5 separate regions of the Mus musculus genome follow, and all the other regions are linked to region 1. The links are chromatin contacts, called in public Hi-C, HiChIP or PLAC-seq and promoter capture Hi-C maps. All regions are on one chromosome and are shown on one strand. Each heading gives the region's core, a stretch centred on a gene start, on an enhancer-like site or on the middle of the called end of the contact. The rest is flanking DNA. Distances are from core to core; before and after follow the strand shown.

Region 1 (4,872 bases), core at 2,096-4,595:
GTAGTTTCTATCGCCACCAAGGTATCAGCAGGCAGTTTGACTCAAAGCAGTGCGGCCTTTGTATCCCCGCCCCCCTCCTAAATATCTTTCTGTTGTTCCCCAGGGCAGATAGTGGATTAGTAGGGAAATCTCAGCAGGAAATGTTCAGAGCAGCATCCTCGAAAACAAAACATCTTCAAAGGAGAAGATCCCTTCTAAGACCCAGGGTTTCAAAAACAAAAACCCAGGCAGCTGTTTATTTGGACTCTGCATAGTGAACAAGTTAGCTGACAAAGCTCAGCTCCTCTTAGCTCCCCAGGTCTGACTACAGGCTCCTCAGAATCTACAATGATGAGTTGACCTGCCGCAAAGGTCCTTCCTCAAAAAGACTCTGTGGGAAATTACATGATGGGGGTGGGGTGGGGGGGTCAAGAGGTCTTTTGTTGGGAACACATTAGAGCTCTGTGCCTCCTGTTTGCCTTGTGCCCACGGAAAGCAGAAAGCCTCTGAGCAACACAACATGTTGTGTCCGCCTCCCTGACAGCGAAGCTCGAGATTCCCTTTAATGGAGCAGAGGACCTCAGCATCTCATCCCAGGTAGATCCACCTGCCTTCAGAGCCCTCTGACTTGGGAAGATGGAGTCAGCTGTGGAATGGTGCCAAACGGTTTGTGGGTTTGAATGCCACATTAATATAGCAATGATTTATTATTACTGCCATATTAACCTTTTACCTAGGTATGAGCAGAATGCCATCTTAAGAAAGCCCATGCTAATGCTTTCTCTGATGGTCATTTAATTCTTCACTGCTAGTTGGGGTCAGGTGTGTCATGGCCCAGTGTATCCTATGGAGATACTTGTCCAAAAAAAGAAACAAACCAACCAAGCTAGGCAAATTGCTTAGAAGGACTACACTATTGCACAGGGCTCTAACGCCCTACAGTATGTTACAAGAAAATATCTCCCTTCAGAATAACCAGGAGGCAGAAAGTATCTCCCTACAGAATAAGCAGGAGGAACAATGAATCTCCTTTGGCTAGAGACGCCATGCCTCTGCCCCTACAAGGCAGTTTCTGAGCTCTTATTCAGAGTGTCCTGACTGACAAGAAAAACTTGGTTGAGCCGAGAGTCCTGGGTCATGCCAGAATATCTGGCATAGCCCCTGTCACTAGCCATGTGATCACACACAATAGAGGGAACTCTGGGTAATATGACATCATCTTAGCCTCTAGAGGGCGTAGGGCCTGAAGTCAGCCACCTGGGCAGTCAACCTTGTCTATAAGGCGACGTTCAAATAAATGCTTCAGACCTCAAGGCTCAGGTAAGCATTATGGCTGGCAGAACTCCATATAGTTAGTCCACACTGCTGCCGAGAGGTACAACAATGTCAGCAATACCATACTGACACAGCAACTAGAAGCTCTGCATTTGGGACCCCCAGACACTCTGGCTCGTGCACCTCTTCCTTTGGCTAATTTGAACTTAAAACCTGTCAGTGCAACGGAACTGATCTGTGACGATCATGGCCTGCAATCAGTTCTGTGGGTCCTCCTAGTGTATTACTGAAATGTAGAGTGCTCCTAGAAACCTCCAGACTTGCAGCTAGTGTAACATAGGTGACCAAGTAGACCGCTGTCAACACTGCTTCTGCTTCGTGTGGACTCAGACAAGCCCGTCAGCTTCCAGAGCCTCCCAGCTTCCCATCCGCAAATGTGTTACCATCCCTCTCACAGGACTGAGCATCTGGCATAGTCCTCGTCACAAATGAGACATGGAAATGGAATTAAAGTACAAATAAAATCTACAGTCCTATAAGAACACTTAATTCCTGGCTAATGAATGAACTCTAATTCAATGTAATGGCAAATCTAATTTCATTTCATCTCTAATTTAGTGTAATGGCAAGTTTCGGTTCCCAAACACCAAATCTTTGACTTGGGCAGCAGTGGAGAACAAAAAAAAAAAAAAAAAGTATTGTCTGCATTTCGTTTCCATTTCTCCATTCTTCCTTCCTACCATAAAAGCAAAGAGGGAAAGAACAGCATCCAAGGCCTCTAGATAATTTACACTGTGAGCTCACAAGCCCAGTTCCAAGTCTAATCGGAATTAGGATCAGGCTGCTGGCATCCTTTGAGGAAGGAGTGGCCTTTCTCCAAGCTCTGAGAACACAGGAGGTCACATCAGGTATCAACAGCAGATGGGACGCTAAGCTTTTCCCTTCATCCACAGCTGACATGGGTGCAGGCATCATCGTGCCTGTTGACTCTGTGTTTGCCCAAGAAAACGGAACAGCCTGGCAGCCTGGCAGCTGGGGCCTGCATATGAAGAGCACTCTTCAGAGCCTAACACCTTTCTTTGATTTCCAAGACTTTTCTTTTTCTTTTATTTTAACTTCAGCGTGAACTTTCCCTGTGAACACTGAAGTAAGTCCGGCGGATACAGACGACCCTAAGAAGTATGCACTTCTGAATGAGATCTGGTCTAGAAAACTAAGGCTTAGCGTGCAGAGCGTTGTAGGGGAAACTTACTGTTTGAGCGATCTCGTTTTCAAGCTCTTGAGTGTTGGAATGGTTTTCTGCAGTAGTATTGAGAAAAGTCTTCTTTAACTTAAACTCGGTCACAAAGGTTCTAACTGCAGAGGAAAACATTGCCCATTAAGCCACACAGCAGAGACCAACGCAAGGCTATGCAGCTGTAATCCCTGGGACGGCCAGCTTTACTCCCCCAAGGGACAGTCTGGGTGTGTCTTGAGGGTAAATACACTCCTTCCTCATCTAGGTGACCAAGGAGTGACACATGTTTGTGGTAGGTTTAGACTCCAAGGTGCTAAGATCCCATTATTATCAGGCATGTAAAGAAAACAAGCCATGTTAGAAACAGGGCTGGATTCAGAAAGGAGGAAAGCTCCCTCATTGTGAGGCCTGTTTCACTCATAAAATAAAATTCTAGGTAACACCAATTTCTGATGATTAGGCCTGAGGTTCCAGAATGAGCAGACAACCAAAAATTAACAGTCCGTCTTTAGAGCTGGCTCTTATCACTCATTATATTAAATTATATTTATCGATTATTATTTATCGTATTAAATTATATCTTATTATATTAAACGCATATCTTCCCCTCAATACAGAAGAAAAATAACCCGAGACACAGGGGCTGCATGCTGAATTCAGAGGAAGGCAGGCAAGGGAGCCAGGGAAAGCAGCTAACATTTCAGAGTTAACTGACTAAAGCCCGTAGTTCTTATTTAACATCCTTCTGCTTGTTCCACAGTTCAGCGAAGCCAGCTGCTTAGGACTCTCTAGGAGCAGCAGGCAGCTCTTTGAAAACACTCTGGGCCAAGGCAAAGCCTTTCAGCACGCTCTAATTTGCATGCCCCTCTGATGTTTACGAACAATGAAGCCTAATGACTTGAAAAGAGAAAGACTAGTCTTTAGCAAAACTGAACCGCTTTCCCCCCCATCTGTGCTACTTGTGGGCGGGCACTCTGCACACAGTCACCTGACCTGCTCGGCTTCACTCCTCACGGGCCCAGGTTCAAATCCAGACTCTTCCCTTTGGAAAAGTGCCCAGGATAAGGGTAAGGCACACAGACGTTCTCTGCCTGCCCGTGCCTTCTGTCTTTAGCATGAGTAATATCATCCGTCCTTTCCTAAACCCTGTCTTTTTTCCTGGAAGGGATTTGCCCAAGGCATTTATACCTCTGTGGAGAGGAGGCTGTGCTTGGCTTAAGTTCCTGCTGATTGTAAAAACAGGGACTTTCAGCCTCTGCTTTGTCTTGGGTGACTCCATTATACAAGAAGCATTTGACTCTATTTCATGCTGTGGATAAAAACACTACCTCCTGTCCAGCATGGGGCACAGGCTACTACATTTCTTGTTGCAAAACTATCAATTAGATTGGATCTGTATGAGTACAGGGCCAAAACCCTTAGTGGAAAGGGAGACCTCAAGAGCTTATGAAACACACCAAGGAAGGGTGCAACAGCCACGCCTGCACCCCATAAAGAGGAGGACACCTGACACTCTTGTGGCAATGGCCCCAGCAACCTGGCATCTGACCACCCAGAATGCATGGGGACTGCATGACCATAGGGCTTCAGCTTGGCTCAGTGTCCACTCTTGCCGTGGCGTTCTCTGTCTCTTTGTCCATCTGGCCCTGGTTCTGTGTCGGATTTCTCCACAGTGGCCTACATGGGTCTGGGCTTCACCTCACAGTCCTGTGCCTGCCTCTAAGCTCCTTTCACATGGACAGTCCCAGCCTTAACCCCGCAGCAGCTTGATGCGTTCCTCAGTAACTGTCCATTGTGGTTCCTGGTCTAACCGCTAAAGGGACTGGTTCTCTTCTCGTCGGTATTAGCTCTCTGACACTCCTAAGGCCTCTTTAAACTCCTTGAACTTTTCTGTGGCCTCTTTAACCCCTTTGTAGCTATTCTGTGACACACACACACATACCCCTTTACCCTGATGTGTAACTTGTGATCTGAGTTAATATTAGTAATTAAATTTGGAATAAGCCAATGCTTGCCACTGGCCAACTGTCAAGGGAGATGAGAATAATTTGGCAAATCAGAGCAAATGAAATTGAAGTAGCTTGTGAGCTTATTGTGACTCAATAAATTCTGACATTGTGGAAAGACACAGATGTGTCCCTGTTTTTAATATAGTTAGTGTATTCAAGACAACTTCCACGTCTGCAGTTACCCCGCCCAGCTTTAAAACGGGTATTGTAAAAAAAAAAAAAATCACACTGATTTACTTTGTGCCTGCCTGCGTGCATTTGCGTGTGTGTTCACGGTCCAAAGCACTCATGTGAAATTCAGAGAACAGCTTGTGGGAACTGGTTTCCTCTTTCTACCTCGTGGGTCCTGGGAATTGAACTCAGCTGGTCAGA
Region 2 (5,391 bases), core at 2,330-4,829, 130 kb after region 1:
TGTGTGTGTTCATGTTCATGCATGTATGCATGTGTATGTGTGTCTGTGCATGTGTATGTGTGTGTATGAAAGTGGGTGTGAGGATGTGTGTGTCAGTGTGTGCGTGCGTGCATGCACACATGCATGCAAGTGCACACACTTGCATGCGTGCATGCGTGCACACATGCATGCAAGTGCACACACTTGCACATAGGAGGGGAGAGAGAAAGAGAAAGAGAGAAGAGAGGGGGAAACTTCCTTGAAAGCAAACCTTGCAACCCAGTGTCCAAGATTTGGGGCCCTTCCCATCCTGCCTGTGGTCTACGGTCATGACCTCTGGAAACAAGTGTCACCTGTACTGGAATCTACTCACTATAAAGAGAGACCTGAGTGGATGTGGAGAGCAGCCTCAAGCGCATCTTTAGAAAGTAGTTCCGTCTCCTCTGTCAGGATTTCCCATCACTGGCCTCCTGTGCTCAGCTCTACCCCAGAGAGCAGTGCAGGAATTCACAACGCTGGCCTAATTGGCCACCATTCTCTAAAAATTATGGGAGTTTCAGAGTCTGCTTTTATTCTGTGAACTCGGGGCACCATAGGAGTTTTAGGGGATTTTTTTTTCTTCAGAAAATCTAATTCTTTTGAGGTTAAGAGCCAAATATGTGTCCTTGGTGTCACATGACCTCCATTCTGTAAAGAAGCAGTGGAACTCAAGGAATTCATTAATCTGACCTGGTTTGTAGTCCAGAAACAAAGATGTTGTAGCCAAACCAACCAAGAGTTGCTGAGATTCTCAGGAGAGACTTCCTCCTGTCTTTCTCCATGCCAGCCCTGCCCTGGGGGAGCGTGTGTGCCGAGAGAACACATTCCCACTTTCTCCTTCCAGCTTGTGGGCTGGGAGATGTAATTTAGGTCCTCAGGCTTCGAAGAAAGAACCTTAGTCCATTGAGCCCTCTTCCTTGCTTTTTGAGACAGTGTCTCTCACTGAGACCTGGGCTCACTAAGTAGGCTGGTTGACCAGAAAGCCCCAGAGAGCCACTCCCAGCATCTTACATGAATCTTGTGGGGGACCACTGGGGTCTTCATGCTTGTACAGCAAGCATTTTAACATCTGACTACCTACCCTGTCATTTGTCTTGATTTTTGACATGGAAAGATGACCCTGTTATCTAGTCTCCTGAATTCATGTCCCTCTTTGGATGCTGGAATCTGAACGCCATTATGAGGATCCACAGAGAGATGTTGCACATTCTCCATATGCCAGCACCCAAAACCTCCAACTTGGTCCTGGGCTGAAGGCAATACAGATTCTCAGACAGAGCTGCAAGAGGAGGCTGTTGGGTGTTGGGTGTTCATGGAACAAGTAAGCCCTTTGGGCAGCACAGGATGCACCCACCTTTTCAGCTATCAGGAAGTCAGAGCGGAGGGCCTCTCGGGTACAGACGGCACCAAGCAGGAAGGCAAAGATGATGTAGAGAAACCACCTGCAAAATCCAAGAGAAAGAGCTGCCATATTGTCCAGCCCCAATCCCACCAAGCCTCAGTTTTCTATGGGAACCTGAGTCATGAAAGAAGGCCAGCCATGGAGCCATGGAGAAGCCTGGGAAGGTGCATTTTGTACTCTTTCTACTCTATAGTGTATTTCTTGGCCAAAAGAAACCAAGGTAGCAGTGGTTTTAATCTTATATTAAGAAAGGGTATTGAAGTGGGGAAATGGGAAGCCCAGCTTCCCGGACTTGGCCAGGGTTGACCTGCTGTCCTGCAGTCCATCTATCTTCCTCCAGTAGAAGAATTACCCAGTCATGTGTTGGACCTCTCCGGTCTCTAGACCACAGGCAACAGTGTACTTAAGTGCTTTTGTTAACTTGGCACAAGCTAGGATCACCTGAAAAGAAGGAACCTCAACTGAGAAAATGTCTCTGTAAGATTGGCCTGTGACCCGTAGGTGAGTATAGCCGGCATTTTCTTGATTAAGGATTGATAGCGGAGGGTACAGCCCACTGTGGGTGGTACCATCCCTAGGCAGATGGTCTGTAAGAAAGCAAGCTGAGCAAGCCAGTAAGCAGCATTCCTTCATCTATCATCTCTGCTTTCCGCTCCTGCCTCCAGTCTGACTTTCCGCCATGATGAATGTATACTGAGATTAACTGTTTCCTCCCCAAGGTCCAGCAACAGAAAGCAAATGAAGACACAGAGGGGAGAATTAACAGGTGAAGCTGTAGAGTGGCTCTGCCATCAAGCTGTTCTGGGTGGCTGACTAAGTCACATGACCCTGAGATCTGCCCATTCCCGGCTGGGCCATGACACACAAGGCTCCTCTGACTTCCAGCTCTGTGTAAAGCAGGACAGGTGCTCATGTGGAACCTCCTCTCTCCCCCTCTCTCATGCTCAGCTCTTCCTGATCGTTTTATGCTCTTCACAATGTCCTTGCCTCTTTTATACACACGGCCTGGTGCCCTGTGCCTGGCTGGCAGCAAGGGACTTGTGTCAGTAAGCATTCACAGGCAGATATTTTAACATTTTCAAGTGCTGTCATTAAAATAGCACAGGCACTGCCAGCTCCTCGTGGCAGGGTTCTTTCTGCCTATGACCTCACTGCATTTCCGCACCTATTCAGTGAAGGCAGAGAGGTGCCCTCCTGCCTACTACACAGGGGAAATAACAGAAGACTCTAGAAGGAAAAAAAACAAAAAACAAAAAACCCAGACTCAAGGTCTTGTTAGTCAGGTGACAGCAGCGTGATAGGAACTAAAACCCCAGAAACCAGCAACTGAGGGAGGGGGAGCCCCATCTCTGAGCTTCTGCTACTTGCATCATGTAGCATCTCCCTCCATTCATTCGGTACACATATGACATGTAGACATCCCCATCCTCTCTCTCTCTCTCTCTCTCTCTCTCTCTCTCTCTCTCTCTCTCTCTCTCCCTCTCTCTCCCCTCCCTCCCTCCCTCTCTCCTTTCATAGAAGCTCAGAAGGCTGACAAATGGAATGCCGATGCTAGTCTATGAGATTACCCAATGCTTCATCCCCATGTTCCCACCATGACCCTGGGAACTCTGAATTAAAAAAAAAAAAAATCCCCAAGTTCAAAAGAAGGTGGAGAAGAGGCAGGGTGGTTGGGGGTGGGGCAAGGAAGGATTATTTTGCATTCATGATCCCCCTCCTCCCACAGCATTCTCAGGCAGGACTGTGAAAGGGCAGCATCAGAACCCACCAGACGTGAATTTTCCAGCCCACCGAGTGTAAAAAGGAGGATTGGAATACGAAATAGGTTGGTCACAGCCAGGGCATTCTCAGAACAAAAGGGGCAGCCCCCTCTTCTGCCTGGGTTTTCTCTCCCATTCTCCAGCTCAGACCAATCTAAGAGGGGAACTTACGAGACGCCAACAGCTGCTAGGGAGCCTAAGGGGACACTGTCAGCAGGGTCTCTCAGGTCTCCTCCCATGTTGAAGCCAGCCATGACTCCTGAAAGACACCCAGACAAGAGATGAAGTGAGGCAGGGTACTCTGTCAATCAAAGAGCTCTCCCCAGGGTGGTCCCTTCTTCTCCTCCAGGCTCTTTCCTAGAAGCTGTCATTTGAAGGACTGCAGGCTGGCCGCCTGTCTATCTCCCTAGGCAACTGGGGAGGCATCTACAGGGATGTGAAAGGGACCTTTGTGGATTGTGCGCTGAGGAGGAAACCCCTCCCTGCTACAAAAGCATCTTATCACTCCATGAAAGTGTTAAGGATGAGGGAGGTGTGATCAGAGCCACACAAAGGTCCTGATGGGGCATTCTGAGCTCTGCCTGCTTGCTTAGCTGGGACAGTGCCCAAGTGGCTCAGCGGGAATCAAAGGGCCTGCAGAGTTCTTCAGCAACTAATTCACAGAGGGTTCAAGCACTTCTGGGGTTAGGTATCATCCAGCAGCCAGGACCAGGTGCCATGTTCAGAGCTACAAATGACAAAAATCTGAGGTGAACACTCTGGCAAATCTTTTCCGTATTACCTCAAGTCCCAAGAACCCCAGTGGAAGCATTGGAAAGGTAAAGGCACTTGGATCTCTGTGAGTCTGAAGCCAGCCTAGTCTACACGGCAAGTTCCAGGACAGCCAAAGAGTCAGAGTGAAAGGAAGCCTGCCTCAAGAAACTACCCATCCCCTACCCTCCCAAAAGATAATGAAAATTAATTCATCCATCCTGGTGAGGGACCAATAGCATGGCTGAGGAGAAGGGAGATGCTTTCTCTCTAGACACACTCAATAGAACAAAGTGTTCTGAAGTAGAGTAAGAGTCTAGCCCATAAGTATGCTCAATCAACTCGGTGTGATGGAGAACGTGGCCATGAAACTCTGACACAGCAGGGACACATGGTTTCATGTGGAGCATCATAGTGGTTTGAATAAAAATGACCCTCACAGGCCTCCATAGGCCCATAGAGAGTGCCACTATTAAAAGGTATGGCCTTCTTAAAAGTAGGCATGGCCTTGTTGAAGGAAGTGTGCCACTGTGAGGGTGGGCTTTGAGGTCTCAGAAGTTCAAGCCCAGGCTCAGTGGCTCATAGTTCTCTTTCTGCTGCCTGTGGATCAAGATGAAGAACTCTCATCTCCTCCAGCACCATGTCTACCTGCATCCTGCCATGCTTTCTGCCATGATGATAATGGACTGAACCTCTGAACTGTAAAGCAGCCCCAATGAAATGTTTTTCTTTATAAGAGTTGCCTTGGTCATGGTGTCTGTTCACAGCAGTAACTAAGACAGAAGTGTCCCTGAAGGAGATTTTAGTGGACTCAGGGATGTCATGGGTTTGATACCACTACTATTGACTTACATTCAGCCTACAGGGCTGGGTAAGAGCTTCATGCGAATTTTATTTTTGTTTAACCCTTAAAACAACCACATCCGAAAAGTGGAATGACTTTCTCATTCTATAGAAAAGTTCCTAAAGAAGTTGGTTGAAGCAGCCTAAAGGCTCACATCCAGTAAACTGCAGAGCCAGGCTTTACCCAGGGGATGCCGAGTCGAGGGGAAGTTTGAAGCCAGAAAGTCACAGGGTTCTACTTCAAAAGAACCCTGAATGCCGGGCCAAGACTTGGATCTGCATACATTTTCGTCCTAGTGATTCTGCCAAGGGTACTGTGCTGGACAGTCTATACTGCCATCCTGGCACAACCTGAAGTCACCTGGTAAGAGCCACCTCGACTGAAGAATTGTCTCAATCAGATTGGCCTGAGGACACGTCTGTGAGGAATGATCTTGATTGGTGACTGATGTGAAAGGGCCCAGCCCACTGTGGGCGGCACCATCCCTATACCCAGTGGGCCTAGCTTATGACAAAGCTAACAAGCAAGCCAGTAAGCAGCATTCCTCCATGGTCTCTGATTTAGTTTCTCCCTCCAGGTTCCTGTCTTGAGTTCCTTCAGTGATGGACTGTTACTGG
Region 3 (5,264 bases), core at 160-2,659, 200 kb after region 1:
AGGACACAGTATAAGCCACCCACAACACTCGCTCCCTGCAAGCTTTGTAAGAGTGAGGGCAACGGAGAAAGGACACAGTATAAGCCACCCACAACACTCGCTCCCTGCAAGCTTTGTAAGAGTGAGGGCAATGGAGATTCCTAAAGGGAGGATCCCCAGAGATGTGCTAAGTGTTGCAGAGAGAGCGATGAGAGGGCAGAGGCAGCTTAAACGGAACTGGAGGGTGCCCTGCAAGTGATGGGTGCTCGAGCTGCTTTGCTGGTCTGGGATGGGAGCAAGATCGCAAGAAGATGGTGTTCTCCCGGCTCCCAGTCCCAGCGTTTTACTATGTTGTTCTTACTAATCTCTGTGAGTTCTTATAGACACCCATGAGGATGTTTGCATTATTATACTTTTATTAGCTGTAGATCTCAAATGGACCAATTCTGGCTTTTCTCTTCCCTGCAAACTCCCCTTTCCGTTATAACACTGCTACATAGTAGGCTTAAAAGAAAGACCCTCTCTCCCCTGTCCCCTCTGAGGCCACTGGGAGAGTCAGCCCAGAGACCCAGAGAGACACACTGTTCAACTGATATTGGAGTGACCTGTAAGTGAGACCTGGCCAGCTAGAAGTGCTCAGGCAGTACCCATAGGCCCTCCAAGGACTCCGTCTCCCCAGGTTTTTATTTCAGAGTACTACAGGTATCTTTGTTAACCCTGGTGAGCTCCTTGGGGGGATAAAACAGAACAGGAATGAAACGTAGGCCTGAGGATGTAGCTCACCCATACATCACTTGTCTAGTACAAAGCCCGGGTTCAAGTCCAAAATGCAAAACCAACAAAGAAAGAAAACAAAACAAAATCCATAGGGGGAGCAGGGCTGCAGCAAGGCAAAGCAAGGCATACCAAACAAATGAGACGGTGCAGCGGTAGCCACTGCCAGCCTCACAAATCTGTGCCAAAAAAGAGGGGCCTCTGCACATCCGACCTAGTATGGGGACTGGAGCGAGGGTAGGGTCCCTTAGGGGACATCTGTCTGCAAAGGGCTCTGCATGCCAACTGTGTGATCAGTGTGAGCAGACAGGAAGCCTCTCCTCAGCCATGCCTTCCACTCCTTCACAGCTCTGGGCTGTCTCCTCATCTATAAAACAGAGATGATATGTGCCTCACAGCTGTCAGGAAATACTAAATTTTAGAGAATTAAACACATTCACTGCACTTTGAACGCCACCTGTCACGTAGTGCTTACTTGTTATGTGCTATTTTGCGATAAATGTTACACTATTATTATTACTTATTATTACACAGCTCATAAAGACCGCGCCCTCCGAATCCGCTCAAAGCCTCGCCGGGTTCATAAGGACAGCTGTGAGTTCCCTTTGGAGAGAGAATGCCAACAGCCACGTGGCCACGCAGGGATACATACGTGCAAAGCCCAGCTACTGCCAGATGGCAAAGGACGCTGCTGAAGTCCTGGGTGTGGTGACGTGCTAGATGGTAGTGGTGAGAACAAGAGGGCTGCGAGAATAACCAGAGTGCCCATGTGGCTCCCTCTACTCACCCGTGACAAAGCCCTAGTCCCCAGGATGCTGGCGTCTCCAGGACTCACCCCCTTGAGCATGACATCTGAGCATTCTAACTACGGACTTTGCTAATATTACACTTTCAATGAAATCCTACAGAATACATTCTTCTTTAGTTTGTACTTGAAAGCTGTCTGCATGTGAATATAAATATCTGGTTCCAAGAGCAGCCTTGGGTCTTCAGAGGGGAACTGTTCCTTTAACAGCTTATAAACTATGACTCCAAGCTGTTTTAGAGTTAATATTTTCTACTCAAGAGATGTTTAGATTGATTTCAATTTCATACAACTCCCTGGGTGTTTTGTCTCATTTCTGGCATTTCATGTTTGTCCTTTTCTCTCCATGATCAAATATTCAGGTGATTCCAATGGCAAAGGTAAAAGGCAGAGGTTATTTTAGGGCAAAAGGACAGACAAGCTCAAGATGGCCCTTGACACCTGCGTGGTCTCTGGCTCTGTGAAGTGACTCACTTTGTTTTTTAAAGTAGGTAAAAACATTTTATGTCAGTCCAAGTTATCACATTAGTTGGGATTTACATAGCAGTTTTTGATTAGACATGCACAGAGCTTCTGTTTCGACTGTGTTTTATCATCTACTGAGCCTCTTTGAATGTACCACAGAAGTGCTGAGACATCATTTCAGAGACTAGGACATTGAAGAACTGATGGCTGCCAAGGAGAGGTGCTCTCTCTTATTCTATCCGTGGTCTAGACATCATTTCAGAGACTAGGACATTGAAGAACTGATGGCTGCCGAGGAGAGGTGCTCTCTCTTATTCTATCCGTGGTCTTAGTGAAAGTCTGCAGCCTCAGAAGGAGACAATCCCCCGGGGAACCACGAGGTGTGGCCAAGGCCTGCCAAGTGCTACTTGGGTGATCAGCGGATCCTCCCATGTGCCTGGAGGCCTGACCGACAGCTGCAGCTTCAAGGGACCTTGAGCACACAGGCCTCAGGGCCACAGAGCACACATGCAACTTCTGTAAGCTGTTAGAGTTGGGGCAGTCTGTCACACAACAATAAACAGCGAATACAACTCATACCTTCATTCTGGGGAGGGAACTAATTTTAGATAACCCTTTCTTGGTTTTGTTGGTGGTGGTGCTTGCTTGCTTGCTTGCTTGCTTGCTTGCTTACTTGCTTTGGTTTTTCAAGACAGAGTTTTTCTGTGAAGTCCAGGCTGTCCTGGAACTCACTCTGTAGACCAGGCTGGCCTTGAAATCAGAGATCCACCTGCCTCTACCTCCCAAGTGCTGGGATCAAAGGTGTGTGCTGCCACCACTGGCTAGATAGCCCGCCATTTCTTAAAAATCAAATAAAATTTTGTTGTTGTTGTTGTTGTTTTTTCGAGACAAGAATTAACATAGAGCTATATCTTCTTCCCTTCTACTCTTCCTTAACCAGCCCTGCATGCAGCAAAGCCCCGAGAGCCAGGACTGACATTGATAACCAGAATAAAACAACAACAAGATCAAAGCCTGAGGCTTCCCAAGGGGGACATTCTGCATCCAGACTGCAACAGAAATGCCTGCTAGTGTCTCCATTTCACTCAAGTCTTACCTGGCGATGCATGATGCATCCGATGTGTGTGCTTCCCACAGCATTGGCTATTCAAGGACAATATTCCCCCTGAATGGCTCTCTTCCTTCACCTAGCCAACCCAACCCAGCCTTCAAGCCTCTTGCAAACACCTCATGCACGCAGCTTTCCCAAACACCTTGCAACATCCACTGCAGGGCTCCACTCCTGGGGACCATAAGGCTCCTGAGATCTCTCAGTGTGAGACTGGCACCAGCAGAGGGACAAAGGCTGGTGTTTTACAATCCCTTTGGCAGCATTAGCGTCTGCACACAGTAGGCGTGCGCTAGTGTTTAATTCTTAACTGGGTGGTCTTCCCATTCTGCTCAGCTTGTTCGGTCTATTGAAGTTCACTGTGTGAGAAGGCACAGAGGAGAGGTTTGGAAGCCCTGCTCTAGGATATTTTTGCCCAAGGAGGAAAGGAGGGACCCTTTGTTCCCTGTGCTAAAGATGAATGAACGAACTATCCATCAGGATCTAGTACAAGAGAGTCTGCCCTGGGCAATGAATCCCGGGAGGCAGGAGTTTGTATCTCCAACCATGCAGCCCTACAAACAAGGCCAAGAACAGTGTGTGAGAGAGCAACTATGTATACGGGGAGCTGGTACTTCAGAGGGCCACAGAGTGCGGTGACATACTAGGAAGTCCAGAAGGGTCACAAACTAGAGTAAAAGTCCCCATCTGTCTGATCCTTGACCTAACTCTAGTCCCACCCATGATGACCACTGACCCCCATATAGTCAGATCCATCCCAAGGCTCACACTGGGAACCTCTGAAGCCCAGGCTCCCCGATTTCCCATTCTAAAAGCAGTGCCAGCTCTGCCCTGTACTTCCTGCTTTGTGTCAGAGTCTGTGCTTGGGGAATCTGTTCCCTAAACTGTAGTATCCAAGAAGCTTCACCCTGTCACAGGCCCACCAGAAGCTCCAGGGTCACCAGCTCACTCACCACCAGCCAGCCGGTCCTCAAGAAAAGGACAACGCCAAAAATGTTGATCATGCAGGATGTGAACACACCATCCCAGGTCCCAAACAGCACCGGCTCCCACATGAACAGCTGGATCTTCCACCAGGGCTGGGGCTGGGCCAGGATGCCCTGCAAAGAACATCATGAAGTCAGATGTGCAGCCAACAGGAGGAGGGAAGAGGAGCAGGAAAAGAGAAGAGACTGAACTTAGAAATCAAAACAGCAAACGAACAAACAGAAAAACAAGGATAAAACCTTCCACCTTGGGACTGGGAAGATGGTTCAGCTGGTCAGAGTATTTGCTACGCAGTCATGAGGACTTGAGGTCAAATCCCCAGCGCTCAGGGAAAGCTGTGTGTGGTTGCCATGCTGAAACCCCAGCCTCGTGGGGCTGAGACAGGGAGATGCCGGGAACTCATTGACTAGGTAGCAGAGCCAGGACAGTTTCAGCTCAGAGAGACTCTGTCTCCAGTGTGTGCTCTCCCCACTACGCACACACACACCTAGAGGTGAGGAATGACTCTATAAAGGGATCCCTATTTTCTCTTAGTAGCAGGGGTTGCTGCATCTATATGTGACCAGGAGAGAGGTAGTTAGAAGCAATAGCAGGTTTTGCCTTGGTAGACTGGGGCCCCAGCAGCTCAGACAGTATCACTGGCTCCCAGCAATGCACACTCCCTTCAGTCTTCCAGATGAGGGCAGCGCCTAGCATTCGCTCCTTCTGATGATGACTGGACACTTTTCACTTCATTGGCCTTTCCCATACCTCTGTCACAAGATTCTTCTGTTTAAAAGACCCAAGTCATTTGTTTCTCTGCCTGAACCCTGCCTGCCATGGTGACTCTACGCCTCCTTTCTTTCCAAGAGCCTAGGGTCTGCAAGCATGCCTCTGCTGCTTATCTCAGAATCGACTGGTTCAGTGGGGGTTTCTGATAGTTTTTCTAATTTAAAAATAATAATAGTATCTCTGAACCCCGTGCTAGCTAGTTTCTATGTCAATTTGACACGAGATCGAGTCATTTTGGAAGAGAGAACCTCCACTGAGAAAATTCACCTACCAGATTAGCCTATAGGATATAGGCAAGCCTGTGGGGTGTTTTCTTGAGTGATGATCGATGTGGAGGGTCCAAACCCCTGTAGGCAGGCAGCCCAGGTGCTATAA
Region 4 (5,096 bases), core at 2,441-4,940, 190 kb before region 1:
GGTGCTTGTCTTAGTTAAGGTTTCCATTGCTAAGAACAGACATCATGACCAAGGTAACTCTTATAAAGGACAATATTTAATTGGGGCTGGCTTATAGGTTCAGGGGTTCAGTTGATTATCATCAATGACAGGAAGCATGGCAGCATCTAGATAGGTGCTGGAGAAGAAGCCAAGAGTTCTACATCTTGTTGTGAAGGCAAAGAGGACTACTGTCTTCCAGGCAGCTAGGAGGAGGGTCTCAAAGCCCACTCCCACAGTGACACACCTCCTCCTAATAGTGCCTCTTCCTGGGTGAAGCATATTCAAACTGCCACAGTACTGTTCAAGAATTTGTCATGGAAGTTGCATGTGGGTTGGTCCCGGCACAAGCTATAGACTCTGGCTATAGTGGTTCATGCATTTAATCCTAGCACCTGGGAGGCAGAGGCAAAGGCAGAGAGATCTCTGTGAGTCCAGGCCAGCCACATAGTGAGAGCCTCCTACCTAAAAACAACACAAGCAAACCCCACAAAACAAACAAACTTCCTTAAAACACACACATAAAAACAAGTTACAAATATTATATAAAATAAATGTATTCAAATATTTATAGGATATGTAGATTTCAGTGCAATCGTAAAAGATGTAGCAGTGACCAAGGCCTCAGAATGGTTATCAGGCTACAGATCTGGAGTGTGAAAGTTTATCTCTAAAGAAAGCTGTAAAAGAAACCCTGTCTCAAAAAACAAGAAAGAAAGAAAGAAAGAAAGAAAGAAAGAAAGAAAGAAAGAAAGAAAGAAAGAAAGAAAGCTGTAAGAAAGCTGGATGGTTGGGACTAGAGAGATGGCTCAGTGGGTAAGAGCACTGACTGCTCTTCCAGAGGTTCTGAGTTCAATTCCCAGCAACCACATCGTGGCTCACAACCATCTGTAATGGGATCTGATGCCCTCTTCTGGTGTGTCTGAAGACAACAACAGTGTAGTCACATACATGAAATAAATAAATCTTTTTTAAAAATTAAGAAAGAAAGAAAGAAAGAAAGAAAGAAAGAAAGAAAGAAAGAAAGAAAGAAAGAAAGGAAGGAAGGAAGGAAGGAAGGAAGGAAGGAAGCTGAATGGTGGTGATGCATGTATTTAATCCCTGTACTCTGGAGGCAGAGGCAGGTGGATCTCTGTGAGTTCAAGGTCAGCCTGGTCTACAGTGGTAGTTTCAGGACAGCAAAGTCTACACAAAGAAGCCCTGTCTCAAAACCAAACCAAATGAAACAAGCAAACAAACAAACAAATCTGTAAGAATGGCAGGGTATATTATTTTCAAAGACAGGACCACTCTCTAGTGGCCGGAGAAATGGCTCAGTGGTTAAGAGTGCTCACTGCTCTTGCAGAGGACCCAGGTTTGATTCCCAGCACCCACACTTCATCTCACAGCCATCCGTAACTCCTTTCCAAGGAATCAAGTGCACATATATTATTCACAGGCACACACACATATAGATAGGTAGATAGATAGATAGATAGATAGATAGATAGATAGATAGATAGATAGGTAGATAGATAGATTTTTTTTAAACAGACAGGGTCTTACTCTGCAGGCCTCACTGGTCTGGAATTTGCCATGCAGACCGAGCTGGTCTTTAACTCCCAGAGATCCACCTGCCTCTGCCAGAGTACCAGGGTGAAAGGTGTATGACCTCATGCCCCGTTCTGACATTTTTCATCACCCTATTAAATTATTTATATTATGCTGCTTCTGGACATTTATGATGGCTGAGAGTGCCCCCTTCCTTGAATTCACAGTAAAGCTAGGAGTATGTTAATAGCTGATTGCAAGAAGAGCAAAGGAGTGAGGAAGAGCCACATACATCTGGGCGGGTTGAAGGAGGGAGAGGGAAATCACTGAATACTTCCTATCTGGAACCGATAACCAGTTCACCACCATCTTCCACAAATGGCAGACGAGAATGAAGAGTTAGGGCTGAAGTCACAGTGACTTCATTTTGTAGGCAGCAGAGCCACCCGAGGGCCTCATGCAAGTGTGTGCATCGACTGTCCTGCAGAAATGACTGGGACCACTGGTTGGCATTGATGCACGTCAGCCTCTCAGGATGCCCTTCCCGGAAGGATCATCAGTACCACTGCGTAACCCTCACAATCACTGGGTGGCTAAGACCAACGCCTGGCTTCTGAGTAGTGGTTGGTTAAGAACTTGGAGGAGAGGAGGGGACCTGATAAGCCCTGGGCTCTAGCCTGAGGTCAGAACAGGAGGAAGAGATATGGCTGGTGGCAGGCATGCCGTGTATGTAGGTCTATTACCGATTGAACTAAACAGTAACTCTTTCCTTGGCCTTTTAAGCTCAGCTTACCTCTGAGTCTTATTTCTCACCCAGATTCCCGAGTTTACCTGCCAGGCTGCAAAACTTGACCCTGCTACTTTCAGAGGAAAAATAGTTCCCACTAACTGCCCTTTTGCCCATGGCTCACCCACGCACCCTCCTGCCCACCTTTTTGGAATGCTGACTATCTGTCCGGAGAGGCTATTTCTGGAAGCCCTACTTAATCTCTGTAAATCGAAAAATACTTTTTAGGCATACATGGCCGACGTCGTGATGGGTGGTATTTCATTTGGCAAGAAGGAACCAAGAACTGAGCCCTTTAATCACAGGAGTCTTCTTAGCTACAGAGGCCTGTCGCAACTGTTTTAAATCTACCAAGAACCAACGGCAACCCCGAGATCTGTTCTTGGATGCTGGGAAAGATGCCTCAAGTTTCAGACCCCCATTTTCATCTCTTAGAAGGAATTCGGTGTTGTTTGGTTCTCTCAGTATTTACCACATAACGAAGTAGGATACGTATTATAAAACCCTATTGCAATGTACATTGGGGGCCTCACGGTTACAAGATCAAAAAGGCTCTGCTCAAAGGTTTACAGTTGGTTAGATTTTTAAATTTCTCATTCTAAGAGACCCAACAGGCAGGCTCGCCATGAGATTTTTAAATGTAAGCTCTCAACAGCTTCCTCTAAGAGCCCAGGAGATGACTCATGGGACACAGATCGCCAAGCAGCACAAAGTCTGAACGAGTCTCTTTTACTGCATTAAAAACGCTGAACAGACCCCACCTCTTCTCACATTTAAAGAAACTTTGAAGGGTCAACACTTCCCAGGAATCAGAATAGAAGTGTTCCCAAGGGCCTCATAAAACTCCCGTTACACACGGAAATTGTTTGGGGACAGGACTATTCTGTAAATTACTTCTCCTAGAGACCAGAGGAGAGCCACAGTGAGAGCCCTGGGCGCAGAGGCTGTTCCATGGTGATGTGTCACAAGAACAGTAACAAAAATGCTCAATTGCTTCCAGACCTGGTCTCGGTTGCCTTGCTGCTCATTTTGATGATGGAAAACCTCTCCCAATCCTGAATTCTCTTGTCTTTTTTTCTACATACTCCTGTCTCTCTCAACGGGGGTCAAGGACTGCAGGCCCACCAGAGGAAGCACTAGATAAATGGAAGGAGCTTATCTGCTGTTCCCACTGGTTCTGGCCCCAAGCCTGTCTCAGCAACTTCTTCCAGTACACTGCCCTCCCCCCACCCCCAACCACCACCATTACCTCAAGACAGACCTCAACCACATGACCCACTTCCAGAATGGGCTGCAGGGGCGAGGGGCAAGGAGAAGTGCCAGAGACTGCTGAGGTTGACGGTTTGAGAGCCTGAGTCAGCACCATCAGGAGCTGAGTGTTAGGAAATCAGCTTCTCTCCCACGAAAACCTCAAACGAAGCAGCTATCCCAGTTACCTAAACTAAACCAGTGTGCGCAGCCCCAGAGCAGAGCTCAGGCCGGTCACAGGGACCCCAGAACTGGAGGGAGGACCTGCCCACCACTGCTCAGCTGTGCCCGGAAGGAGCCAGATGGTCCGAGACGAGGAAGCACGAGGTGCCCTCCCCTGCACGAGTGTGTGTCATTAAGCCTTGTCTGGAGCTGTGTTTGCTTTAAGCTCATCTTAATTGAACCAATTCCACAATGACCTCAGTGCAGAAACCCCTTTCTCCAGGAAGACCTGGAGTGCTTTCACGCTTCGGCTAGTGTGGCTTTTAAAGGGGAAGATCTGGTGGGATGTACGACGAAGGGTCAAAATGTTCTACTCAACAGTTGACTAAAGTAATTCAAGCTCCGCTCTGGAGAGGGAGGGTGACTTATAGGACACAAAGTCATACGAAGACACGGATGCTAGCTTGGAAGGAAAGAAACTAACCCCTTAGGGTGAGGAAAACGTAGATGACTTTAAACACTGCTTTCTACCATTCAGAACATTCTAGATTTGAGAAGAATCCTTCTGTTCTCTGGAAAAGCAGTTCTCTTGACAACACGGAGAGCGGGACAGAGGAGAGTACATGGGAAGTAAGAAAAGGGCCCCTTGGACTGGTTTGCCAGATGGTCTTCATCAATCCTGACCATCACAGACCGAGACAGCACAGCCTGACCACACTTGCATCAGCTTCCTGTTTCCCAAGTTTTCTTTAAGGTCTGAGTGTAACGTGTGTGTGTGTTACGGCAACAACCCCATCTTAGGAAGTTGGTGCCCTGTTTGTCCACATAGGAGCTTCAGATCTCAGGACCCCTCTGGGGTCTGAATCCATGGCCCATGAGAGTCTCAAGGCCACAGGGTTAGATGGGTAAATGGAAAAGACCACTGGGGGGGGGGGGGCTTGCAGATACACGCTTTGGCAGAACTCTGCAATGTAAGATGAACTCAGAACTGTGGGTTCTGGTGGTTAAATAAAAAAAGTGTGTTGACTCAGCCTCAGAATCGCCAGAAGTCGACTTGCACACCCTGCATCAAATGCCCTGTGCCCGTTAGGCTCTGTGCTCACTAAAGCTCCTGGTTTATGTCTCCCTCCATTCTCAAAGTAATGCAGAAGCAAGCAATGCTGGCCCAGTCATAGAGATGGGAAAACCAACATCCAAGAGCAGCCAAGTATCTGGCTATAAACTGGGCAGATGAATTTGCACAGGCAAATCCGCTCCCGAACAACACGGGCTAAGCAGCCTGCTGGAGCAAAAACATTCCCAAGGGTTATATCTGACTCTTGATTTCAAGAGAAAAACACTGTAAAATATT
Region 5 (5,064 bases), core at 1,903-4,402, 150 kb after region 1:
AGAGAGAGGCCTCGAGGCTGCCTCTCCAGGGCCAATGAGAAAGGCAGCTCTAACATGTCCATAGCATATCTTTACGGTGGCGCAGAAGCATACACTAATACACAGCTTACCAGCAAAGACACTGACACACTCACAAGCATGCACTACACCCGAGCACACACATATACTGACGCACAGACATACACACACTCACACCTATACACGAGGGTATTTCATAAGCACGCATTCACACCAGACCATTCACAAATACACTTCTATGGGCACAGGAGCACGCGTGGGCACATTCATACTGACACACTCACACTGACACGCCCACGAGCACATTCCCTGGCACACACAATCCTGCTGCCCTGACCCTCTGCCCTGGAATAAGTCTAATTCTTAGCCTTTCTTGGAGAGATAATCTTAACCTTGAAAAGAACCTGTTGACGAAGATAATTAATGCTTTCTTGCAATCATATGAATGTGGGGAAAGATCTAAGTCTCTAACTATGGAGAACTGAGATATTTTAGATGTCAGTGAAGATGTTTGAAGTCGGACCTGGAGGCACAGACGTGTAACCCCCAGCCACGCAGGAGGCGAGAATTTTGATTGACAGGAGGAGAATGGGGCTGAGGTACAGCTCAGAGTGTCACTCTTACCCAGCATGCATGAGGACCCGTATCATAGCAAACCACCACAGTACTTAGTAGCGCAGAAAACTGACAAGCCATAATCTTATCTAATACCTAGCATGCTAATTAAAAATAAATAAATAAATAAAAACTTCCAATGTTTTAAATATTAAAAATAAACTTATACATGGAAGAAATATCTATGCCAGGCCTGGTAGTACATGCCTTTGAGTTTGAGGCCAGCCTGTACTACAGAGTGAGTTCCAGGATAGCCAGGGCTACACAGAGAAACCCTGTCTCAAAAAAAACAAAATATTAACTGTGGTTGTCTATATAAATAATTATGGCAATTCTTATCCTCTCTGTCTCTCCCTCCTCCCTCCTTGAGGCAGATCTATCTCTCCCTCCGTCTGTCTGTCCTCCCTCCTTGGGATCTAGCTCTTTCCCCCTCTTTGCTTCCCTCTCTTTCTTCATCTGCCCTTTCCCTCCCAAGATAGATTTGATTACGTAGCTTGGGTTGGCCTGGAGTTCCTGACCCACCTGGCTCCACCTCCCCAGTGCACAGGTTCCTGACATCTGCCATTAGACTCAGCAAGTCTTCTCCTTCAAATTTTTCCTATAAAATTCCTGCAGTTAAGAAAAAAAATTGAAGGCAATCTACTTATTATGAAAAAGTCGTATCTTTCAGGAAATGATCCCACGCGAAGGCCAAGTGTCTAGAGGGGCATCCCAAATGTGCCATCTTCTTTTCTTTCTCCCCGTGTATACTTGTCCTGCTTCCCAGAATGATTAGAATCGTTTACGAGAAAGTCATGAGTAAGAGAATAAATAGCATTTAATTAGGGAGGGGTATCACCCACAACACAGCCAGAGGGGTTCAGTAAGGTTCTGAAGTGAAATCTGAGGCTGTGGCCTTGAGTCTAGAATTTGGGGCCTAGGGAGATAATCTATAGTTTTTCTGACCAAGCTCATGGGGACAGGGCATTGGGCCTGGTTGCTTGGTCCCATATAGGCCATTTTTCTCTCAGATGAAAAGGAGTATCTGAGACTGGCCTTATTACACACACAAACACACACACACACACACACACATACACACACACCTCCTAAGCCTGTTGACGCTTGCTCATTCTGATTCCCTCTCAGGATTTGTAATAAATATCCTGGGACAGCTCAGACTGAGGCTTGTCACTCTGCCTCCCACACAGAGCAGTCCTCTTCAGCTTCAGAAACCGGTGTCTCCCTCGGGCAGACTTCATCTGGGAAAGGCAGGCATGTCCTGTGGAGCACCACAGGTCAGAGGCACCGAGTAGGGTTGATAGAGGCCCAGCTGAGAGGATAGCCAACCCTGCTGGGATTCCAGGTCTGTCTGCATTCAAGACTCCCCATGCACTATGTTTGGGGCTTCTGTTTTTGCAGGTCTAGGGTTCGAGGCAAGTGCCCTAGCCTTGAGCTACACCCCCAAACAAAGCTTGCTTCCTGACACCCAAATGGTAACTGCTTGCTGCAAAAACTGGGTCCTGTCAGCTGCCATCTCCAAGCCTAAGTGCCTGGGATGCTGAGAGCCTGCAGCTGCTGCCTGTGAATGCGCCTGGGCTTGACCTGAACATCTGCTTCTGAATCCACCGAGTAAAAATACTCCAGGGCCCCTCTGTGCTGTGTACTTTTAAAGACCAAAAGCAGAATGGGGGAGGGGTGGGAGAAACAAATCCTCACAGGCCCAGGCAGGAAGAGGCAGAGGGATGCCCTTGCAGGCCTGTGTGTAGAAAGACCTAACTTCTCCCCAGATTCCGGTCACTCCCCTGAAGTTGTCAGTAGGCTGTAGTTCTTGGGGGCTTAGTGTTACCTCCTCAGGGGGGTGCAGACGGAAGGTCTCCTCTTCCCGTGGTAAATGCCTTTAGCGGTGATGTAAGAATCGTTGATCTGGGTTTGGGTACCAGTTGCCCAGGCTCACAGACCTAGCCACGCGGTGGCTGCTGGGAAACACCCTGTGGCATCTGTAGTGTAAGTACTCACCCAGCCCGCTACACACACAAACCCTGGTGAACTGAGTACGGGCAGCTGAGCCCTTGGTGAGGGAGTCCCGTTGTGACTGTGGACTAACTTAGAAAATGAGGCTTCTAAAAACGTTGCTGGTGTTGCTGCTGTGGGTTGTGGGCTGCGGGCTGCGGGCGGAGCTTCCCGCATCACCCGCTTTCTTCTGAGCTCAGGTCCCCCACCCTGCAATCAGTTACCGGTGACCAGGGACCAGGGACCAGCCAGACAAGCCTTTCCTGGGAAGGGACAATGAGAGAGTCTGGTCCAACCAGGAATAGAAAGAGTGGAGGAAGGGCTTGGAGAGAGGAAGGGAGGCAGCGGCGCCCCCCAGACTGAGGGAGGGTGGGGCCTGAGAGATCACAGGAAGAGTCACTATGCAAGGAAAAGGAAAGGAGAGGCCGAGGTTCTGGGAAAACACAGGCACCAAAACAGCCCCGAAGGGAGGGGCGCGAGGGACACTGGCAGGGGAAGGGAAGGCCACCAGGGCTCAGCACGCTGAGATCCTCAAAGAAGAAGGAAATACAGTACAGTCACTGCCGGAAGTACTACTCGAGCCTCCAGCAGCGTATGGCCGGTCCTAAGCCCCCGCCCCAACCCCCTCAGATGTGGAGTTGGACTGACATCCATGAGAGCCCAGTGTCACACTACCTGTCATCCTCTGGGGACAGAGACTCGGGCACATCTAAAATAGCCTGACAGAGGGGTGAGGAAAAGGAGTGTTCAAAGAGTGCCCATCTCACAGCGGCAACAAGGGGCAAGAGGCGCTTAGCAGCAGGGACCCTGTCAGCCTGGGCTTTAGCATTATCATCTGCCCCACTCTGGGATCCTGATCACAGGGAGGCATGGCCTGGGGAGAGATCCCAGCTGGGTTCCTCTTGCCTGGGCATTGGGTGTGAGATCTAGTCCAGGCATAAGACTGCCCCGAAGCTCCTGCCCTGCCACTGGGAACCAGCAGATGACAACCAGCATCACCAACGCAGCTACAACCTGTCTAGGGCCTTGAATGGTTTTATCTTCCACGGTTTTGGGTCAACAGTGATTTGTGGTTTTCCTGAGTGCAGATAATGAGAGATGAAAAGAGGGAAGAAGGGCAGGGGTATGGTCTGCTTGACTGGGCCATTTTTAAAATTTGTATTTTTTTTAATTCTCATACAATATATTTTAATCATATTCTTTTCTCTATCTTAATTCTTCCCCACAACCAACTTTGTGTTCTCTCTCTCTCTCTCTCTCTCTCTCCCTCTCGCTCTCTCTCTCTCTCTTTCTCAATAAAACACAAAAACAAAATAAGGAAAACAAACAAAACCACAAAATCAAAACAGATAAAAATAAAGAAAAAAATCAGTAAGACAAAAAATACCACAATAAAACAAAAAGTACACACACGCAAACCAAGACCACAGAGACTTTTATGTTGTCCAATAATTCCTGGGCATGAGGCCTACCTAGAATGTGGCTGATATTCCTAGTGACACACCATTGGAGAAAACTGGGTTGTTGTTGTTTTGTTGTTGTTGTTGTTGTTTCTTTCCCAGAAAGTAATCAATTACAAACAGCTCCTGGTTAGGAGTGGCGTTTGGTACATTCCCGTGTGTGACACTGCTACCATGCTCAAGAACCTGAGGCTTCCTCGGTCATGGTCCCTAGCGAAAACATAACACTATTATTCTGCTAAAACAATAACAACAACATAGCAATAAAATGACACCTTGCTATATCCACAGATCAGAGCATCGCTCCATCCAATCAGAGAAGCCTCTTCCTACAGTAGATGAGAGCCAACGACAAGAAGATCCACAACTGGACACCATCCAGAGAGTGAGAGGCTCTGGAACACTGTGTCCTAAATGGGATATCTTTATCAAACGCCTCCGTCCAAGGTTAGGAGTTCTATGAAGAAGAGGATGTGGGCAGATTGTAAGAGCCAGAGGTGGTGATGACTCCAGAGAAACATCATTTTTTCAGACCCCACAGGATGCACACGTAAACTTACAGAGACCGAGCCACTTTAACCACGAAGGACACTAGTGTGCAGGACAGAAGCAGAATATTTAGAAGACGCAAGAGTCAAACGAAGAGAAACCCCAGATACTGCCAAGGCCATATATGATGGATTCCCCCTGCCCAGGACAATTAGAGGTGTCCAGTAAGAGTGTTTTGAGCTGGATGTGGTGGGGCTTGCCGGGGACCTCAAACTGAGGCAGGTGCTTGAAGAGTTCGAGGCTGGCTTCAGAGTAAGAGGTGGCCTCAAAGAAAATCCTAAAAAGGATAGACCATATCCAGTGTGTACAGCTAATGGGCCTGCAGAGAAGAAAGAGGAGATAGGACAGGTTTGAAAGAGGCCCCAGGGAACTCTGGGCAGTGAGCTGGGAGCAGCCCTCAACCTGCACTCTAGCCTCATCCCTGGTAACT

The links. Hi-C and Micro-C count contacts between places; a contact is called where the count stands out from the background. HiChIP or PLAC-seq counts read pairs in DNA pulled down with a chosen protein or histone mark. Capture Hi-C pulls out chosen DNA fragments and counts their contacts.
Region 2: a Hi-C map of B cells shows a contact between it and region 1, with 3 times the contacts expected there. The contact joins two enhancer-like sites. A contact is called at or near these places in 6 of 15 datasets of contacts at CTCF or cohesin (the G1E-ER4 cell line, the NIH/3T3 cell line, embryonic stem cells and 3 more), 117 of 484 Hi-C or Micro-C datasets (8-cell embryo, B cells, the BV-2 cell line and 47 more), 15 of 115 datasets of contacts at active chromatin or transcription factors (acute myeloid leukemia, astrocytes, bone marrow-derived dendritic cells and 7 more) and 4 of 9 other capture datasets (adipose tissue, embryonic stem cells, liver and 1 more).
Region 3: an H3K27ac HiChIP or PLAC-seq map of VIP interneurons shows a contact between it and region 1, with 3 times the contacts expected there. The contact joins two enhancer-like sites. A contact is called at or near these places in 1 of 15 datasets of contacts at CTCF or cohesin (pro-B cells), 4 of 484 Hi-C or Micro-C datasets (the 4T1 cell line, B cells, bone marrow-derived dendritic cells and 1 more), 3 of 115 datasets of contacts at active chromatin or transcription factors (VIP interneurons, embryonic stem cells and large pre-B cells) and 3 of 9 other capture datasets (adipose tissue, embryonic stem cells and liver).
Region 4: a contact with region 1 is called in a promoter capture Hi-C map of pancreatic islet. The contact joins two enhancer-like sites. A contact is called at or near these places in 1 of 484 Hi-C or Micro-C datasets (nephron progenitors), 1 of 115 datasets of contacts at active chromatin or transcription factors (large pre-B cells) and 3 of 9 other capture datasets (adipose tissue, liver and pancreatic islet).
Region 5: a contact with region 1 is called in a Hi-C map of centroblasts, with 2.3 times the contacts expected there. The contact joins two enhancer-like sites. A contact is called at or near these places in 2 of 15 datasets of contacts at CTCF or cohesin (large pre-B cells and pro-B cells), 54 of 484 Hi-C or Micro-C datasets (B cells, the BV-2 cell line, CD4 T cells and 25 more), 23 of 115 datasets of contacts at active chromatin or transcription factors (the NIH/3T3 cell line, VIP interneurons, bone marrow-derived dendritic cells and 14 more) and 4 of 9 other capture datasets (adipose tissue, embryonic stem cells, liver and 1 more).

The regions. Positions count from the first base shown.
Region 1 is chr16:33,733,279-33,738,150 of GRCm38.p6, reverse strand. It overlaps Heg1 (heart development protein with EGF-like domains 1), which reads right to left. Exons shown (of 15, transcript NM_175256.5): 7 at 2,507-2,610. Among named protein-coding and RNA genes, the nearest start is that of Heg1, 51 kb to the right of the region's middle. Within about 2 kb of position 3,345, at least 95 of the 459 cell types and tissues checked have an H3K27ac peak or open chromatin away from gene starts, as enhancers often do. A contact at or near this core is called in B cells, the CH12 cell line, the N1E-115 cell line and 9 more, where this site is marked.
Region 2 is chr16:33,604,214-33,609,604 of GRCm38.p6, reverse strand. It overlaps Slc12a8 (solute carrier family 12 (potassium/chloride transporters), member 8), which reads right to left. Exons shown (of 13, transcript NM_134251.3): 6 at 3,352-3,439; 7 at 1,373-1,460. Among named protein-coding and RNA genes, the nearest start is that of Heg1, 78 kb to the left of the region's middle. Within about 2 kb of position 3,579, at least 73 of the 459 cell types and tissues checked have an H3K27ac peak or open chromatin away from gene starts, as enhancers often do. A contact at or near this core is called in B cells and cerebellum, where this site is marked.
Region 3 is chr16:33,533,831-33,539,094 of GRCm38.p6, reverse strand. It overlaps Slc12a8 (solute carrier family 12 (potassium/chloride transporters), member 8), which reads right to left. Exons shown (of 13, transcript NM_134251.3): 2 at 4,085-4,231. Among named protein-coding and RNA genes, the nearest start is that of Slc12a8, 18 kb to the right of the region's middle. Within about 2 kb of position 1,409, at least 10 of the 459 cell types and tissues checked have an H3K27ac peak or open chromatin away from gene starts, as enhancers often do. A contact at or near this core is called in VIP interneurons, where this site is marked.
Region 4 is chr16:33,921,070-33,926,165 of GRCm38.p6, reverse strand. The region is part of intron 10 of Itgb5 (integrin beta 5); the gene reads right to left. Among named protein-coding and RNA genes, the nearest start is that of Umps, 43 kb to the left of the region's middle. Within about 2 kb of position 3,690, at least 162 of the 459 cell types and tissues checked have an H3K27ac peak or open chromatin away from gene starts, as enhancers often do. A contact at or near this core is called in pancreatic islet, where this site is marked.
Region 5 is chr16:33,582,154-33,587,217 of GRCm38.p6, reverse strand. All of the region lies in intron 4 of Slc12a8 (solute carrier family 12 (potassium/chloride transporters), member 8), which reads right to left. Among named protein-coding and RNA genes, the nearest start is that of Slc12a8, 66 kb to the right of the region's middle. Within about 2 kb of position 3,152, at least 146 of the 459 cell types and tissues checked have an H3K27ac peak or open chromatin away from gene starts, as enhancers often do. A contact at or near this core is called in B cells, the CH12 cell line, the N1E-115 cell line and 7 more, where this site is marked.